Linked DNA regions of Gasterosteus aculeatus: region 2 is linked to region 1. The links are chromatin contacts, called in public Hi-C maps. All regions are on one chromosome and are shown on one strand. Each heading gives the region's core, a stretch centred on a gene start, on an enhancer-like site or on the middle of the called end of the contact. The rest is flanking DNA. Distances are from core to core; before and after follow the strand shown.

Region 1 (4,119 bases), core at 1,109-3,608:
TTAAAAAAATAACTAAATCCCAGAGCGTAAATTCAGATTATTAAGGAGGCCTATTTCTTTTACAAAAAAACTAGCATGAGCCAGACTAAATGTAAAATACCACTATCCTGGGAGTCTGTAAGAAACGAGGCGTAACTTTAACTCACATAAAATGAAAATTTATTAAACAAACAAACAAATCCTTCAGCATACTTTCCAACAAATGAAGAATCTTTAAAATGATACGGCGATATACACGTTCCTTTTTCTTAATTTTTATATTGGAACAATTGTTTGGACAAGTAAGGCAATTCAATTTAGAAACACTTTTGGGGTGTTTGGTCCACAATATCTGGCTACATTTTTAGAAATAAATTACTATATGCAATTTACACGTCCATGAAAACTGTCATATTTAACATATCACAGAAAGTCACAAAAGCGAAGAGAGACTTACGTGTTATTTGCAGTAACACTGTTGTTTAGAGAGCAAAAAACAGAGTCTTTCTGTTTTTTTTCGGGGGGGGGTTGTTCTGTCTCATATTAGTCCATATGGTGTCGGCAGGAGAGCGGGCTTGAGGACACGTTAGATTTTACTTGGAAGAGTTCAAACACCGTGAGGAAAATTACGAGCCTATTTGTTCTTCTATTTGTATTTTTTTGTATTTTTTTTGGTCAGAACTTGCTGCAGTCATACACAAACGCTCCCGAAGTGCGATAGATGGGTTGGCTCGGTGGAAACGACATCTGACAGCTGTTATTCCCATTCACCGGTGAATTATTCAAGCCAATTCTTTGGGATTCAAACATCTCTCTGACCGAATGAAAGTTCTGCTGCTGCGCCGGGTACGCTGCGCCCAAGTGGCCCAGGTCTCCGTACCATGAGGTCAGCCTCCCTTGGTGGGGATGGTGGCCCTCCTGCACCGAGTTCAGATTAGCGTGGCTCATGGGAGATGAGGTGGTGGTCACCGAGTAATCTGGCAACGTTTCGTCCACGGAGGTGCTCGGCGCCAAGTGGCTAGACCTGTCCCCGGCGTACAAACTCATGGCCTGCATGTTGCAATGATAGGTGCCGTTGGAGGTAGTGGACATGGCGCTCTGGTTGCACGGTGAGCTATAGACAGACGTCTGATTCGGAGAATAGTTTAAGGACAAAGCCGGTGCTATACCCGTCCTGCCGGAGCCGTTGAGGCTGGGGGCCAGCTCCGTGGCACCTTGCGGAGACCCCCGGAGGGACGTCATGATGTTGTCCACGCTGAAGCCCTGCGTCGAGGCCTGCCCGTGGTGCTGGTGGTGCTCCGAGCCGTCCATGCCGATGGACCTGTTGGAGGGGATGCTGTGAGGGCTCCCGCTGGACATGCTGCTGCTGCTGTCCGGGCTCTCGATTTTGGGCACCGCGCTCAAAGAGGGCGAGTCGGACTGCGGCGGCGTGACCGTCCCGTTCTCGGTCTTAATATCCTGGATCCTCACGGGCTTGGAGCCCTGCACCGGCTGCTCCTGCTCGCGGCCTTGCCCCCTCGGCGGCATGTCCTTCTGCAGCCGCTCTTCTTTCTCTTTCACGACGTCCTTCTTTTTGAACCGCCGTCTCCTCCTCAGGAAGCTCCCGTTTTCGAACATGTTGTAAGAGTCCGGGTCCAGGGTCCAGTAGCTGCCCTTGCCGGGCTTCTTATCGTCACGGGGCACCTTGACGAAGCACTCGTTCAGCGACAGATTGTGCCTGATGCTGTTCTGCCAGCCCTGCTTGTTGTCTCTGTAAAATGGAAACCTCTCCATGATAAACTGGTAAATCCCGTTGAGGGTCACCTTCTTGTCGGGCGAGTTCTGGATAGCCATGGTGATGAGCGCGATGTAGCTATAAGGGGGTTTGACCATATCCTTGGGCTGGGGTTGGGGGGTGTACGGTCCATACGCCCGGGCCATGCTGGCGGGGTACTGGTCATGGGCCGCGTGGGAGTACATGTTCATGGGCGCGGGCATCCCGGTGTACCCCCCGCCGGCCGCGGCCCGGTAGTAGCTCGGGTCGCTGCTGATGTAGGGCACGACGCCGAGGGAGTTGGGGCTGGAGACGGAGTAGCGAGCCTGCATTGTCTTCGGGCTTGGAAATAAAAGCTCCAGAAATACGCAAGAGACGGAGAGAGCTCCACTTGTTCCTCCTCCCAAAATCACAGTTCCGCGCTGCTCAGTTTAAAAAGAAGAAGAAGGAGAAGAACGAAACTGGATCTCAGCCGCCGTTCAAGCCGTCCCCATCCCCGCGTCTCTATGGGAGTCAAATTAAAAAAGTTCTGAACTTTGGACATCCGTCACCACGCAGGACTTTTTGGGGCAGTTTCTTTCCTCCTTTTTGGTGCCAGCGAAGCTCCTCCCAGAAGAGTGCGCGAGACGTCCAATGGGAAGCGAGGGGGGGGGGGGGGGGGGGGGGGGGCGGCTCTCGGGACGCACTTGGGGGCGTTTAAGGAGGAGGGAGGAGGGAGGTGGGGGGGTGTCGGTAACTGCCAGCCTTCTGCCGCCGAGACCCTCAGAAAGTGAGAGACGAACTCACAACCGCGCACTTTGTAACACATCATAATGTTACAGCATTGGATTTATTTGCAAATCTCCCCAAAGCAACGAAAAAATAACAATTTACGAAAGGCCATTTAACTTTTTATATGTTATGCTTTCTCGTTTGTAATAATAGAACATATACTGGCACCAGTACGCTAATATGTGTCGTTTGCCTCCCGTTTTACGGTCACAATAAATGCATCGTGTTGGTTAAAAGGACCCAACGCCGGCAAGCAGGTGACCGGGAGATGAAAGCGGGCCGGAGGGACGCGTCGCTGGGAAGTGGGCGGCGAAGTGAGCTCTCATTACAACGGGAATTAAAGGACGGTTTGGTCCGCGAGTGGCCTGAGGTGTGAGAGTTTACTCAACACCAGCGAACCAAACGGGAGGAGGGTGACACCTCACACGAAAAGGGTTTGAATATCTGCCGGGGCCTTATCGAGAATTGTGACCTCCTCGTGATTCACACACAAGGAACTCCATTCGTTAAAAATAAATAAATAAATAAAAAAACGTCCCCAGGGATTTATCGGGTGTTTTACGGAATGCCGTATGGTTATTATCGCGAAGCTGTGGTTTGAAATAAAAGAAGATCGTGATCAAAGATTGGCAGAAGCCGACCCTGAAGGCCTCCGCGTGGCCTGCTGTAAAGGCGACTGCGCATGAAATTGTTAATGGCCACTGCGAGGCAAAGTTACAGTCCTAATATCGACATAATCCTCTGCAGGTCCTATTAATTAAATGTCCGTGCAGTGGCCTGCTGCTCCGCCGGTTTCTCCTTACATGGACCCGGGCATGAACTTTTTCCTCCGCCCCGGGCTGTTTACACAATTCACCACGGGCTTTTTTACTTAATGCGCCGGCCTGCCCACCCAGTTCTACTGAAAGGTTCCTTTATTTGATTTGAGCGTCGAAGAACACGATAGATAATAAAGAAACAAATAAAGCAAACAACGTTGGGAGTATGTTGATTTGTTTGGTTTTTTTGTCTAATATAATGAAGACACCGTCGTGGTTGTAAAGTAATATAATTGATTCTACAATTCAATTATAGTGTTAATTATTTTGTTCCTCTTAATCTTCCCCCATTGTGAATTTTGTGTTTTCCACAAACAATAGACTATAGGTGTTAAAAAAACAGCATTAACATAACTATTTAGTTTATTATAGATGGTACATGAGGCCGTTGGCTGTGAATTAAATCAAATGGATGGTCCCATAAAAACAATTAACGGGATGAGCGAGACAGAGAGAGAGAGAGAGAGAGAGAGAGAGAGAGAGAGAGAGAGAGAGAGAGAGAGAGAGAGAGAGAGAGAGAGAGAGAGAGAGAGGGAGGTAGAGCAGCTAGGTGGGTGAGACTCCTTGACGTCGTTGTTGTTAAAAAGCACTGTTAGCTGCCATTGCTACTAAAGTCTCTTCAAAAATAGGAGGTTGGCTCCCTCTAGTGGTCACAAAGGAAAAGTTAGAAATCCTTAGTTGCTCCCAGCCTACACTGTGATTTGAGTCATTTGAAACCGTCATAAAGTCCATTGTTTAGTGGCCACCAAACATTTTGTAAGACGATTGATGAACCCATGTGATGAGTGCATTAAAAAA
Region 2 (4,119 bases), core at 1,060-3,559, 110 kb before region 1:
GTAAAACTTAAGCTTGTTTATTTGCTTTGAATAACCATTGTTAGTTAAAGTTAAAAATAACATCAAAATGAATAGGTGAGTGTAATTAGTATTTCCTCCAACACAGACAACAGAGAACTTTAAGATGACAAAAATTGCAATGTAAAGTTCATTCCAAAACGGCTGAGCTAATAAATAATTTGCAGTGGAAAGAAAAAGACATCAACTTGTCCGCCAAATCCAAGTTTAAAGATAATTCAAAAAGAAGAGTGGAATTCACCGGTGCCCAAGTCTAAAGGGACCATGAGAGGAGTTGCCAATATCCACATGTTATACACACCGCCTGTTTCCAATAATATTACCCTTGCGGGTGATGACAGGTTGAAAAGTAATTTACCTGAGCGGGGTTTTATTACAAATCTTTCTTGCACCATTCCTTCTGCTACTTAAGGAATCAGGCTCGCTTCATTGTGGAACTCAATCTCAGTACTAAATACCATAGAAGGCTTCCAACTATTTCTGAATCCCATGACGAAGATAGATGAGGTGAGATCGCACGCAGGATTTGCGACTGGCACTGACAAATTATTAACTTTGTTTGTGGGACAGGAAGAAGGTAAAGTTCAATTCTTGCAACCGTCCCCCTTTGATGAGGTTTCTGCAAAAAGGCGCCCAAAGTGATAAAATCAACAGGAAAAGAAGAAGAGAAAACTAAAACGTGCAGTCGGCATTGGAGCTCCCCACGACAGCGAACTGTGTCTTCTCAATTTAAGCGTTTTTTCCTTTTTTTTCCACTAGTGGCTTTTCATTATTTTCTTTTAGAATCCACATCCAAAGCAGTGTACTTAGTGCATGTTTTCATAGATTCAAAACCAGTCATCTGGGTTTTGTCTCCTGATTCAGTGTGCCAAGGGGAAAGGCAGAGATGGGGGCTGTTCTATTAGGAAATATAGGTATCTAATAGATCTCCTCCTCACTGGTATTTTGACAGCATCGGCAGGCCTGGTGAACTAATGGCATACTTCTCGTTCTGCCAGGGGGGAAGCCACAGTCCTATTAGGCAGCTGGAAAAAGAGAGGCGGACATAAACTACAGCCATGGTCGCTCTCTGAAGAAGACAACTACAAATAACGTACACTGAATTGGGACCGACTTTTTTATGATTCATTTTATGTGAGGGTTAGAGCAGAGCAGAATATCCACAGATAATCTGTATTCGATCGTGTTTCACCGAGACATGTGCTTCCCCTTTCCGGGATAACTGAGGCATGTAATAAAACACACACTGTTTGAGTTGCTTCATCTGAACCCCGGAGCCCCTAGAATTGGTGTTTTAAGTGATGTGAAAGTTTATGAATTTCATATTTAAGAAAGACAGGGAAAACCCCAAAACAGCCATGGTACAAAGAATAAACTGTCATGTATCTATGATACATTTAAGAATAAATATTTATAAAAACAGCATTTAACACATTTTGCAACAATGAAAGATGAGGATTTTATAAAGAGTTGTCATGAATAATAATAGTAACTTAACAACACAAATGCTATGTAAACTGGACAAAAATATAAAAAAAAAAGTTCATATATGCTTTAGATCACCAGGAATTCTTGACTGTAAATTAGACCCTTTTGCTTTCAATAATTGCAAGAAAAAGTCCACAATTGGTACTTTAATAAACATAGTGGAAGCATGCGTCATTAAAAACAGGATTAACACAATTCATTTGCTAAAACAGAGATGGAGGGGTCAAACCAGTGGGGCAAAATCTATAGAGGGGTCTATTCTTTCCTCAAACTGTGATATGAGATGTTTTTTTTGTAATAATTACTGTTTAACTGCTATCATATGAACATGTGGAATATAATTAATGTCCTATTTGGCGGGACAAAAAGAAAACAGCTGTGTTTCATAAGAGAAAGACCAGAATTCGAAGCATGCTTGATTTGCGAGGCCATGAATTACTTTTCTCTTGTGTGTGTGTGTGTGTGTGTATGTGTGTGCGTGCGTGTTTGTGTGTGGCCTTCATGCCGGCCTCTCGTGCGCTGGAGTGCAGAGCATGAAATGGCTCTAAATTGGCTGTGTTTGCCCTCTGAGGAGCGCTCTTTTGAGATCATATCCTAATCCCTCAGAGAGGCGGTCCACAGGGTCGCTGCTTATTCAATTAGTCCCGAGCTTTGGCTCTAAACATGGTAGGGCGAGAAAGAGTGTGAGAAAGTGGGGAGATGGACGATGGTGGTCCGTGTGAGCACGCTGAAGGTGATGGTGTGTGGCCCGGAGCTCCATCTGTTTGTGTTGAGTATACAGCTTTCTTTTATCGTGCAGGGCCGAAGAAGCAGGAATCATCCGAGACAAGTTCACGAAAGACTCACAATACACTGTGATATGAGGTCCTGAGTGTAGTTGAAGTCTCCCGCCAGAGGGTGGTGCCTCTATGACATGTCGTAAGTGGGTGTTTATTAAACATGTGAAGTTTAATAAAAGGGACAGGATATCACTGAGCCTGAAGCCCTTACTGCACTGCTGGTCCCTGGAGCTCCAGGCGTCAACTTTGCACTTCAATTCCAGAGTCACCAAGTTCTTCTTCTTTTGTAAAACAAGTGTGCAAAAGAAAAGCAACCCATATAGCATTCATTAGGACACCTTGGTAAAGGCACGCGGTCATATATTACATGTCTGTGGTCTAACGAATGCCTTACAAAAGACTGATATTCCTTTTAATGAGATATGGATCAAATAACATAAAACCTGACGAAATAAGAATAATTTTCTATTTGAAAAAAGGATATGTTATATCATCAAGTGAACCGACATAGAAACATCTAAGTGTTGGAAGCAGTTGCTATACCTGTTTATAACGTGTATGCAGTACTAAGTGGGTCCGGCCATCAATCAATCAAATTCCATGCATAACAGAAAAAAAATATAGATAATGGTGCAATATATTCAACCAAAGTTGTCAGCATTTATTGGTTACACTGTCCGAATGGTACAGAAACACTGTGAGTAGGTAACAGTGTCACCAAATGAGGAGGGATGTGATTGCTGTTTCAGGGCCTTACTGAGCTGCTGGCCGCCATGATGACATGAGAAGGAACATCTTTTCATGTCCAATTTGGGTCATAGTTTTGTCATTTTGGCCATCATTCAAAAAGGTAATAACTTATTATCACTGCACTGATGGCCACACCGATGGCCGTACATGGTGCGAAGCAATCATGTAAACAACTTCTTTGGAACGGGAAAAAAATGGTGAAGATCACAAACGAATGAGTTTTAAAAACTGTTTTTGTATCACAGAAAGTTTGTGTGTCACCTATAAAGACAAAACCTCTCATTTAAAAGATAATAAAGGCGAAGGAAAATAGCATTTATCTCCGAATTGCCTCTGCAAATTGAAAGTTATATATGAAACATTTAGTTTATTTGTTGAAATGAAAAGGAATCTCCTAAAGGGTAAAATCTGAAAAGAAAGAATATTACATTAAACGTATAAATATCTCTTATAGCTTGCTTCTAGATGTGGTTTTTCCGTGCACCGTCTCCTCCTTTGTCTCCAGGGGAAAAAGAGGAATATTTATGTGTTACGGTGAGCTGATACACAGTGACATTTAGACTAAACAAGGCGGAGGTGATGACAGGACCTGTGGAATCCGAGCGTGGAGAGCTCACCTCTGCCGACTCTGCTTGTCACTCTTGAGGTTTGCTGGCTGTGACATCGTGTGCCACGTATACCTCCACATCCACCTCAGGCCGCCACCACCGTGCCTTCAACTCTGCTTCTTTGCCAACCTTTCATCTTTGCACATTTTGAACCAGCACCATTTTTAATCGCAATTGTTGGACTCCAATCAGCCATTACCCACGTAGTCAGCTGTGGCTTGAAACCTTCAACTGAACGCTAATTCGGTCTGCTGGAATGTCTCAATAGACAAATGTAGACAAAAAGTAAGTAATGTTGTTTTCTTATTGATTAAAAAAACTGAAAAAAAGTCTGAGTATTATACTATGTTTGCTTTTTTATTCACAGACATGAAAAGAAAAATCAGTAACAATTTGATTGTATTACTACTGAAACAGCTGGTTTAGCTTAGCATAGCACAGACAGGAAGTTTGGGGGAAATGTCTTGATCTGTCAG

The links. A called contact is a pair of places that touch in the nucleus more often than the background predicts.
Region 2: a Hi-C map of skeletal muscle shows a contact between it and region 1, with 6 times the contacts expected there. The contact joins the enhancer-like site here to the promoter of LOC120816439 in region 1. A contact is called at or near these places in 4 of 6 Hi-C or Micro-C datasets (skeletal muscle, tail fin and whole body).

The regions. Positions count from the first base shown.
Region 1 is chr3:11,577,926-11,582,044 of fGasAcu3.hap1.1, reverse strand. It overlaps LOC120816439 (forkhead box C1-A), which reads right to left and starts at 2,358. Exons shown (of 1, transcript XM_040172042.2): 1 at 137-2,358. The coding sequence starts at 2,064. The coding sequence ends at 655.
Region 2 is chr3:11,687,706-11,691,824 of fGasAcu3.hap1.1, reverse strand. No RefSeq gene overlaps it. Among protein-coding and RNA genes, the nearest start is that of rps8a, 13 kb to the left of the region's middle. Within about 2 kb of position 2,309, at least 1 of the 9 cell types and tissues checked has open chromatin away from gene starts, as enhancers often do.